2 separate regions of the Gossypium hirsutum genome follow, and region 2 is linked to region 1. Evidence: chromatin contacts called from public Hi-C data. All regions are on one chromosome and are shown on one strand. Each heading gives the region's core, a stretch centred on a gene start, on an enhancer-like site or on the middle of the called end of the contact. The rest is flanking DNA. Distances are from core to core; before and after follow the strand shown.

Region 1 (3,910 bases), core at 898-3,397:
CTCTAAAAGTAGGGAAATATAAAATTGTTCCGTGTGGAACACTTTTTTAACAAATGCAGAAATACGAAGGGTCCTCATTGCAATTTTACCCTCCCCATTTAATCTTACTTTCAACATGCAAAACAAAGGAAAAAACCGTTTTCTTTCCTAGATGAGTTTAATATTTAAAAAAGATTCTCCAGTAATTGAAAGAATTCTTTTTTCAGATTTGAGATGATTGGATTCTGATATTATCATGCACATAAGATTAATTTTTTGGATAATGCTCTGGTTTTGTAGTTGATGTTGACAGCAACCCATTTTGTTGAAAAGGACAGACCCAATGAATTGATCCCTTAATAGCCCAACTTCCTAGAATTTATTACTATTACACCTACCTGCTCAAGTTCTTAAACAGAACACTTACCCAATATAATATCACAATCCAATCAAAGTAAATCAAAATACTAACTCGAAATCTGAAAAAAGGAAAAAAATCCAAATTATTTATATAAATTTAATATTACAAAGTTGCTTTAAATCATCATTAAAAATTACGTAATTTGAAACAGTAAATTAATAATTTAGTAATTTTTTAAGAAATTTATATAAACTTTTGTACTCATATTTATATTAGAAAAAGGACTAAAAAACAAATCATGTCAAAATTATTGGAAATGCTTAAAACAAAATTATTCAAAATGCGCACACTGAGTATTTTATCGCGAACTATTTTGGCTAAAGCATCCACGTTTTTGTTTTCTTTCCTAGGAACATGTTGAATGCGCCAATGATGCGCTTATAACAAGAGTTGTTGAATTCTTCTAATTAAAGTTGATTTGTGACCTCCTACAGGTTCTTCTTGAATGGCGAGTATAGCTTCGAGACTATCTGTTTGAATTAAAATATGGTTAAATCCCCTATCCAACGTGAGATGTAATCCATCCAAAATGGCCCACAGTTCAGCATCCAAAACAGAAAAACAACCAAAATATCTGTAAAACCCAAACATCCAAGCCCTATTCGAGTCCTATACAAGCCCCCAGCTGAAGCGAAGTCACCCTCGACTCTGACCAACCCGTCAGTGTTTAAGCACACTGAATCACAAACCAAAGGAGAAGTAGCAACGAAAGGACGAGATTTTTGTAAGGGTGATTTTGAAGCGATAACATACTGTCTTGCCCAACTGTAAGAGATCCTGATAATATCCTTCGTACTCCAAGCATTATCTTGAAACACAAAACAGTATATTAGCATGTGCTTGTCAACTCTAATGTATCAAATATTTTCTCATAATTTAAATATATAGATAGAATTTTTAAAAGGATTATTATTTCGTACATTAGCGGTGTACCTTTTTTCTACAAGCAGTATTAAAAAATTGTCACATGTCTTCTTTTTTTAAATATTTATTTTACTACATCTTATAAGTCATTTATCGATCATTTAGCCCTATTTATGTATAAAATAAAAGGAAATAATTTAAATGTAAATTTATTGTGTTACATGTCATGCCAAAGGTCATAAAAATACAAATTATTAAAATATGTGTAAATATGTAAAATAGTCAGCCCGTATGGGTGCCGACCTTTTATCTCAGCTTCGATTGGTGCTCGACAAGTTTCGCATGTAACTTTGGCACTCATGAGTATTGAATTTCTGAGTTGACTCTCAAAACTAAAATACGACCATTTTATTATAAGTGCAAAAGAAAAAAAGACACCTGGGAAGGCCTTAAAGAGATTTCCTTTTATATATATATATGCATCCCTTAACCTTCGTATTAAGTTACTTATTTTTTATCAAATATTTCAAATCCATATACTAATATATGCAAGGTTTAGTCATGCAATTTTATTTTTAAAATTTTAGTTCCTTTATTTTTAAATTTAAAAAATAAATGATTGTGTTAGGACTATGTTTAAATTTAAGATTTAAGATCTAGACATAATTTAATTCTGGTCCTTCTATAATATTTGTTTTTATCTTAAATTATTTCAGTTAAAATAGTGTCGTCAATATTTTTTTTAAACATACTTATCTCAATTTATCAAGTTGAAATAGATATTTTTTTGTATATATTAGAAAGGTGTTTAAAATATTTTCACTTAACAACAAAAATGTTAACAAGTTGGACTAGTAAATTGAATTTAATAATAATTAGGTGATCGTGATAAAAAGAAAATTTACTAATTTTTGTAAAAAATCGATTTTCTTTTGGTAAAACCGAATAAGGCCTGGAGCAGTCTCGACCCTGGACACTTTCACCAGATCGAGTCCCTCTCTCAATTTCTGTGGTGGGTTTTCAATTAACAATGGCCTCCAAAGCAAGCAGCTCCCTCTTCCAAAGCCTGAGACGCTACATCAAGAAGCCATGGGAGATAACTGGACCCTGCGCCGACCCAGAGTACAAAAACGCGGTGCCCAAAGCCACGGAGTATCGTGTTCGCTGCCCTGCCACCACTTTGCAAAAGCCCATCGTCCCTACCTCCGACCCTGAAACCGTCTTCGACATCAAATACTACAGCCGCGATCAACGCAGGAACCGCCCTCCGATCCGCCGTACCATCTTGAAGAAAGATGACGTGGTGAAGATGATGAAAGAGAAAACCTTTGATGTCAACGATTTTCCAAAGGTCTACTTGACTGCTAAAGTTGAAGAGGATGAGAATGCAGTTGGGGGAGGCTACCAGAAATAGGTCAGATTTCGGAAATTTTTTATTGCTGTTTCTTTAAATGAGATTTCATTTAGCTATTTTTGATGTTTTGAGCTTTGGGTATTGTTCTTTTCTCCCTATCTTGATGAATTTGATGCTTTGAAGATTTGGGTTTTGGTTAATTTTCTGTTTTGAGATGTGGGTAATGATCAGTTTTTCACTATTTCTATGTAAATGTAGTGTGTATGATTTGGGATTTTCAGAAACTGGGATTCCGGGGGAATCTGATTGAGGCTTGATTTGAGTTAATGTATGAATTATGCAGAAGTGGAGTCATTGGAACTAGATGACACTTAAGATTATTAATTGTTTTTCGATTTTGGGTTGATATAATGCCTTTTTGACTACTTATTTTAGGTTTGAGAGTTAAAAGTTTTGAGCAATGTTTATTGGCGAGATTGGAGATACTGATTTTTAATTTTTTTGATGAGATTGGGTGGTTCAAGCGGATACCGAGTTTGTGACAGATGGATTTGGTGCTCAAGATTGAGGATGCCTTTAGCATTCTGAATTATGCGGTCTTGAGGGTTCCCCTATTGTGTCGGGCTTATGAAAGTTCTGTTTTGGGTCGTATTAGGGTTATCATAAGATTTAAATATTGGTACACAGATGTTTAGTTTGATGACAATGCACTATACTTTCTATGAGAACTTGTAAAAATGTATTGTGATGCCCTACTTGTTTTTGACAATGGATTTCTACGTATAGAAAATTGGGATTATGGCATAGCAACATCAAATTCATAGCAACCGGATTGGATTAAAAGGTAGTTAGAAATAATGTGGTAATGCATGACAAAATATCCACTCTTCTGTCTCTTTTTTGTGAAAGAAAAATAACGATTTAACTCTTTAAACATTTTGATTCTTTTATCGCGCTAAACCTCAAAGGAAGTGCAAGAAACAACGATCCTACTTTATAAGCACATTGCCTTTCTAAAAGTGCTTTTATCTTTAGCTTCTAACTCATCTAAATTGTAAAACAGCCTTTTGTTGTGTATAAGAATTAGCTTTGTATGTGGTTGGCTTATCCTTGGTACATTTTTGAGTTATTTTCATTTATTTAAAAAGAAAAGAATACAAACCAATTTAGTACCCTATCAAACTTTGTGGAAACACCTTCACCGATGCACTAAGTGCTACGAGCTTTAAATTCCCATAGCATTCCACTAAAAACCTTGTTCTAGAATTGTTTGGAGGCAGCTATCCTGACCT
Region 2 (4,042 bases), core at 1,517-4,016, 160 kb after region 1:
TATGCAGCTAAAAAAGAATCCATAAAAACATGAGATAAATAGATCGAACATTAAATTATTCAAAGAAAAAAAAACATGCTGTAATTTGAATTTGATGTATAGAGAAAGAACTTGTACCAGCATGGGGAAGCATTACAAAAAAAAGAACAACTAGACCACAGATGGACTTCATTTCTTGTTTCAGAATATTGAGTGAAGTACCAAGTTCTTGGCAAGAACACAGAGGAGACAGGAAGGTGTTTGCATTAATGCTTGAGCTAAAAAAGGAAAGGGAAAAGTATATATTGGCGGAGGAATATTGCTTTGAAAATGGCTTACCAACTGGTTGTTCATATTTCATGGGATATTTTCATGTCCCTCTCTCTTTATTAGTGAACTTCTTTTTGCATTTTGAAGCAAAACCTTGGCAAGTATGATGGAGAAGTTTAGGACGTATAAGAGCGGGGTTTGATCTGCAAGGAGTGTAAGCAAGTTTAATTGAGTTTCACTTTTAAAATTTGAATTTATCTTAATTAGGTTGGATTACTTGCTAAAAATAAATTCAATTCCCATGTATAATTTCAAACTCAAATTCATATTAAAAATTATCATTACTAGAGTCAAATATTATATAAATTGTTAAAAGCTGATACTAATAATTAGATTTCTCTTATTTATTCTTGAAATGTGACTATTGTTTGCTTGCAGTGGTTAAAAAGGGGCTATGTGAAGCTGAGTATCCAAGGATGCAAATTTGAGCTGCATTATTCCATCCCATCCAGACAAGAAGGGATCTCTATTTGAACATGATATCTCAGCTTATTTTAAAGACAAATGCTTAGGAAAACAACATTAAAAATAAAAGGTAGCTCTGTCTTGTTTGTCCTCAGATAACCTCTTAATTAACCATTCATAGTATATAAATGTGTAGGCCCTTTAAAAGGGAAACAAAACCTGAAAAAGCATGACGGGTTAATTTTTTCCACTTTAGATGGTTATAAATAAGAGTTGAGCATGTTGGTATTCTACATATGTATGTAGTATAATTATCTAAATATATATTTTTTAAAAAGAATATACTCGTATCAAACATGTTGTCCATTTCTCAACCTTGAGAATTGCATTCATAGGTAGACACTTACGTGATCCGAAATTGCAAACTTTTCGTTTCCTTAGAGTAATTAAATTTAACACTCATGTTTGACATATATCGCATATGATATAATAATCTTTCAAATATAAATTAAAAACAAAAAAAAAGCCAACTATAGCATATAAGGTATATTCTTGTTATTAATCCTTGTACTATTACTAAATTTGGAATTTAATCCATGTACTTTAATTTGGTATTTTTTTTAGTCTTCCTATTGCTATCATTTGAGAAATTAGCCCAAATCATTGTTGGTGTTAAATACTTTGTTGAGATAAAATCATAAATTCAGTCTTTGTACTATCATAAAATTTGAGATTTAACTCATTTACTTTTTTTTTTGATAAAAAACGACCCAAAAGTCAACCTCATTTTATTGCGTCACGAATGATAACATTGTGGATTTCCGAAGGATAATCCAAATTAAAAAACAAATTACATTTGTTCTTAAAAGCAAGCTTACAAAGTAAATCAGCAGCTTCATTATTGCTACGATCAATCCAATTAAAATGGACTAACTCAAAATTCCTAAGGGCCATGCATTCCTTTTTCACACAACGGCCCAGAATGGTAACATCTTGATCACGTTTTTTGACCGTGTTTATTAAAGTTGAAGCCAGATTCAAACCCATAGTCAACGCTTCCAACTTCGCCCAAATTGCATGCCTTAATTGCAAAACCATAGCACCCGGCAAGAACGAAACCATTTGTATCTCTCGTAATATCCCCATAACCGACATACCCATTTAAAACTACGGCATACACGTTGATTTTAATAAAATCATTTAGTGGTTTCTTCCAGCCTTTACACACCGGAGTAGGGGGAATCATAGAGGGTTCGTTTAAATTAAAAATTCTAAAATCTTTGCTGAGGGTTTGCGCCCTATCCCAAACCACCATAGCAGGATCATCCTTGCCCTGGAAGACCATCTTACTTCTGTTGTTCCAGTAGTTCTAGAGGAGAGTAAAGAAGTCAGCAACAGCGTTGTAGTCAAGCTCTTGCAGAATATCTTCCAATCAGTCAATGCATCTATCATAGTTTCCATCGAGAAGCCTATTATTTAAACCCCGATTATGAGAGTTTCACGAACCTTCGAGCACTCTTTCAGGGTATGGAGAAGCGTCTCGTCACTATTTTTACATCTCGGGCAGGTTGTAGAGAAGTTCTGACGGATACGAGCAATGTTAATGTAGGTGGGTAAAATATCATGGCCGATTCTCCAACTGAAAACTTGATCTTGGGAAGCATTTTGAGTTTCCAGATAATTCTCTAGAAAAGTTTATGGGGGCCAAAACCAATTCGCTTTAGAGATAACCAGGAGTAGGCCACTTCACCGTATAAACCCCATGAGGGTTTTGTAGCCACGTTCTGCTATCTTTAAAACCATTAGGAGAAATGGGTAAATTACAAATACAATCCCCCATCTCTCTGCCATATAGCTCGATGACCCTATCCCTTTTCCACCGCTTTTGATCCTAGTCCCACAAGTTATTAACTTTTCTCTCGTCGTTTGTCAAGAGTGGCCAACAAATTGAGTTTCCATTAAGACCTTCAATACCCCAATGGTCCCACTGAATGTCGATCGTGTTACCATCCCCCACTTGCCAAATAAAGCCATCTTTTAATGCATCTGCCATTTTAGTAATGCTTGTCCAGGTGAACGACAGTTTATTACAGAGCTTTGGCCTGAAAACGTCCCCTTTAGGAAAATATTTAGCACTCAACACCTTAAAACATAAAGTGTCCTTGAAGTTTATGAGCCTCCACACTTGTCTTCCTAAAAGAGCCAAGTTGAACAGGTGCATATCCCGAAAGCCCATGCCGCCAATCCCTTTTGGATAACATAAACGATCCCAGGCCATCATGGCCCAACCACAGGTCTTCTCGTTGTTAGTCTACCACACTCGGCCCATTTTTGAATGGAGCTCCTTAATGATTCCTATATGGGCGAGAAAAACAGAGAACGCATATATTGGAATAGATTGGAGAATGGCGTTAAGGAACACTTCTTTCCCACCATAGGATAATAGTCGTTTTGACTAGCAATTGACCCTTCAAGTGCAACGATTAATAACATTAGTAAAAGTTGTTGACTTTTTCCTACTAATAGGTAAAGGTAACCCCAAGTAGCTATCGAGAGTATCAACCATACACAAATCGAGCATAGAGCAAAAATTATGTCTTTGGGCCAAAGGAGTTTTCGGGTTAAATATAATCATAGATTTATTGTTATTAAAATTTTGGCCCGAAACATTAGTAAACTTATTAATAATATTGACTATTTCCTCAACATCCTTTTTTTTATTGCGAATGAAGAAGAGCGCGTCATCGGTAAAAAATAGGTGATTTATATGCGGCCCATTAATACTAGCCCAAATTCCTTTAAGCATATTTTCATTCTGTGCTCGGATTAGTAATTTAGAGAATGCTTCTATGCAAAATAAAAAAAAGGTAGGGAGAGAGAGGATCCCCTTGTCTAAGACCCCTTTCTGGAATAATAGTCTCAAAGAGGGTTGAGTTGCATTTAACAACGTAGTAGACCGAACGAACGTAACTCATAATCTTTGTCACCCATGCATCGGCATATCCCATTTTGTACATAACTTCTTCAATGAATTTCCACTCTACCTGATCATATTCTTTGCTCATATCGAGCTTGATCATGAAACCCTTATTGTGCCCGTTTTTGGCACTTTAAAGGTAATGGACAAACTCATGGGCAATCGATATGTTGCCATTAATCATTCTTCTGGGAACAAAGGCGCTTTGTTTTTGGCTAATGCATCTCAGCAGGGTATCTTTCAAGCGATTAGCAAACACCTTGGCCACAATTTTGTACACCATCCTGCAAAGACTAATCGAACGTAAATTATTCATATCAATAGGTTCTTTCATTTTAGGAATAAGAACAA

The links. Hi-C and Micro-C count contacts between places; a contact is called where the count stands out from the background.
Region 2: a Hi-C map of leaf shows a contact between it and region 1, with 2.5 times the contacts expected there. The contact joins the promoter of LOC107949913 here to the promoter of LOC107949782 in region 1. A contact is called at or near these places in 17 of 34 Hi-C or Micro-C datasets (callus, cotyledon, fibers and 4 more).

What each region holds. Positions count from the first base shown.
Region 1 is chrD03:39,101,180-39,105,089 of Gossypium_hirsutum_v2.1, forward strand. LOC107949782 reads left to right here and starts at 2,148. Exons shown (of 2, transcript XM_016884537.2): 1 at 2,148-2,678. The coding sequence starts at 2,295. The coding sequence ends at 2,678.
Region 2 is chrD03:39,265,371-39,269,412 of Gossypium_hirsutum_v2.1, forward strand. LOC107949913 reads right to left here and starts at 2,767. Exons shown (of 3, transcript XM_016884675.1): 1 at 2,680-2,767; 2 at 2,221-2,399; 3 at 1,712-2,083. The coding sequence starts at 2,767. The coding sequence ends at 1,712. It overlaps LOC107949774 (COBRA-like protein 4), which reads right to left and starts at 338. Exons shown (of 7, transcript XM_016884527.2): 1 at 118-338; 2 at 1-7. The coding sequence starts at 172.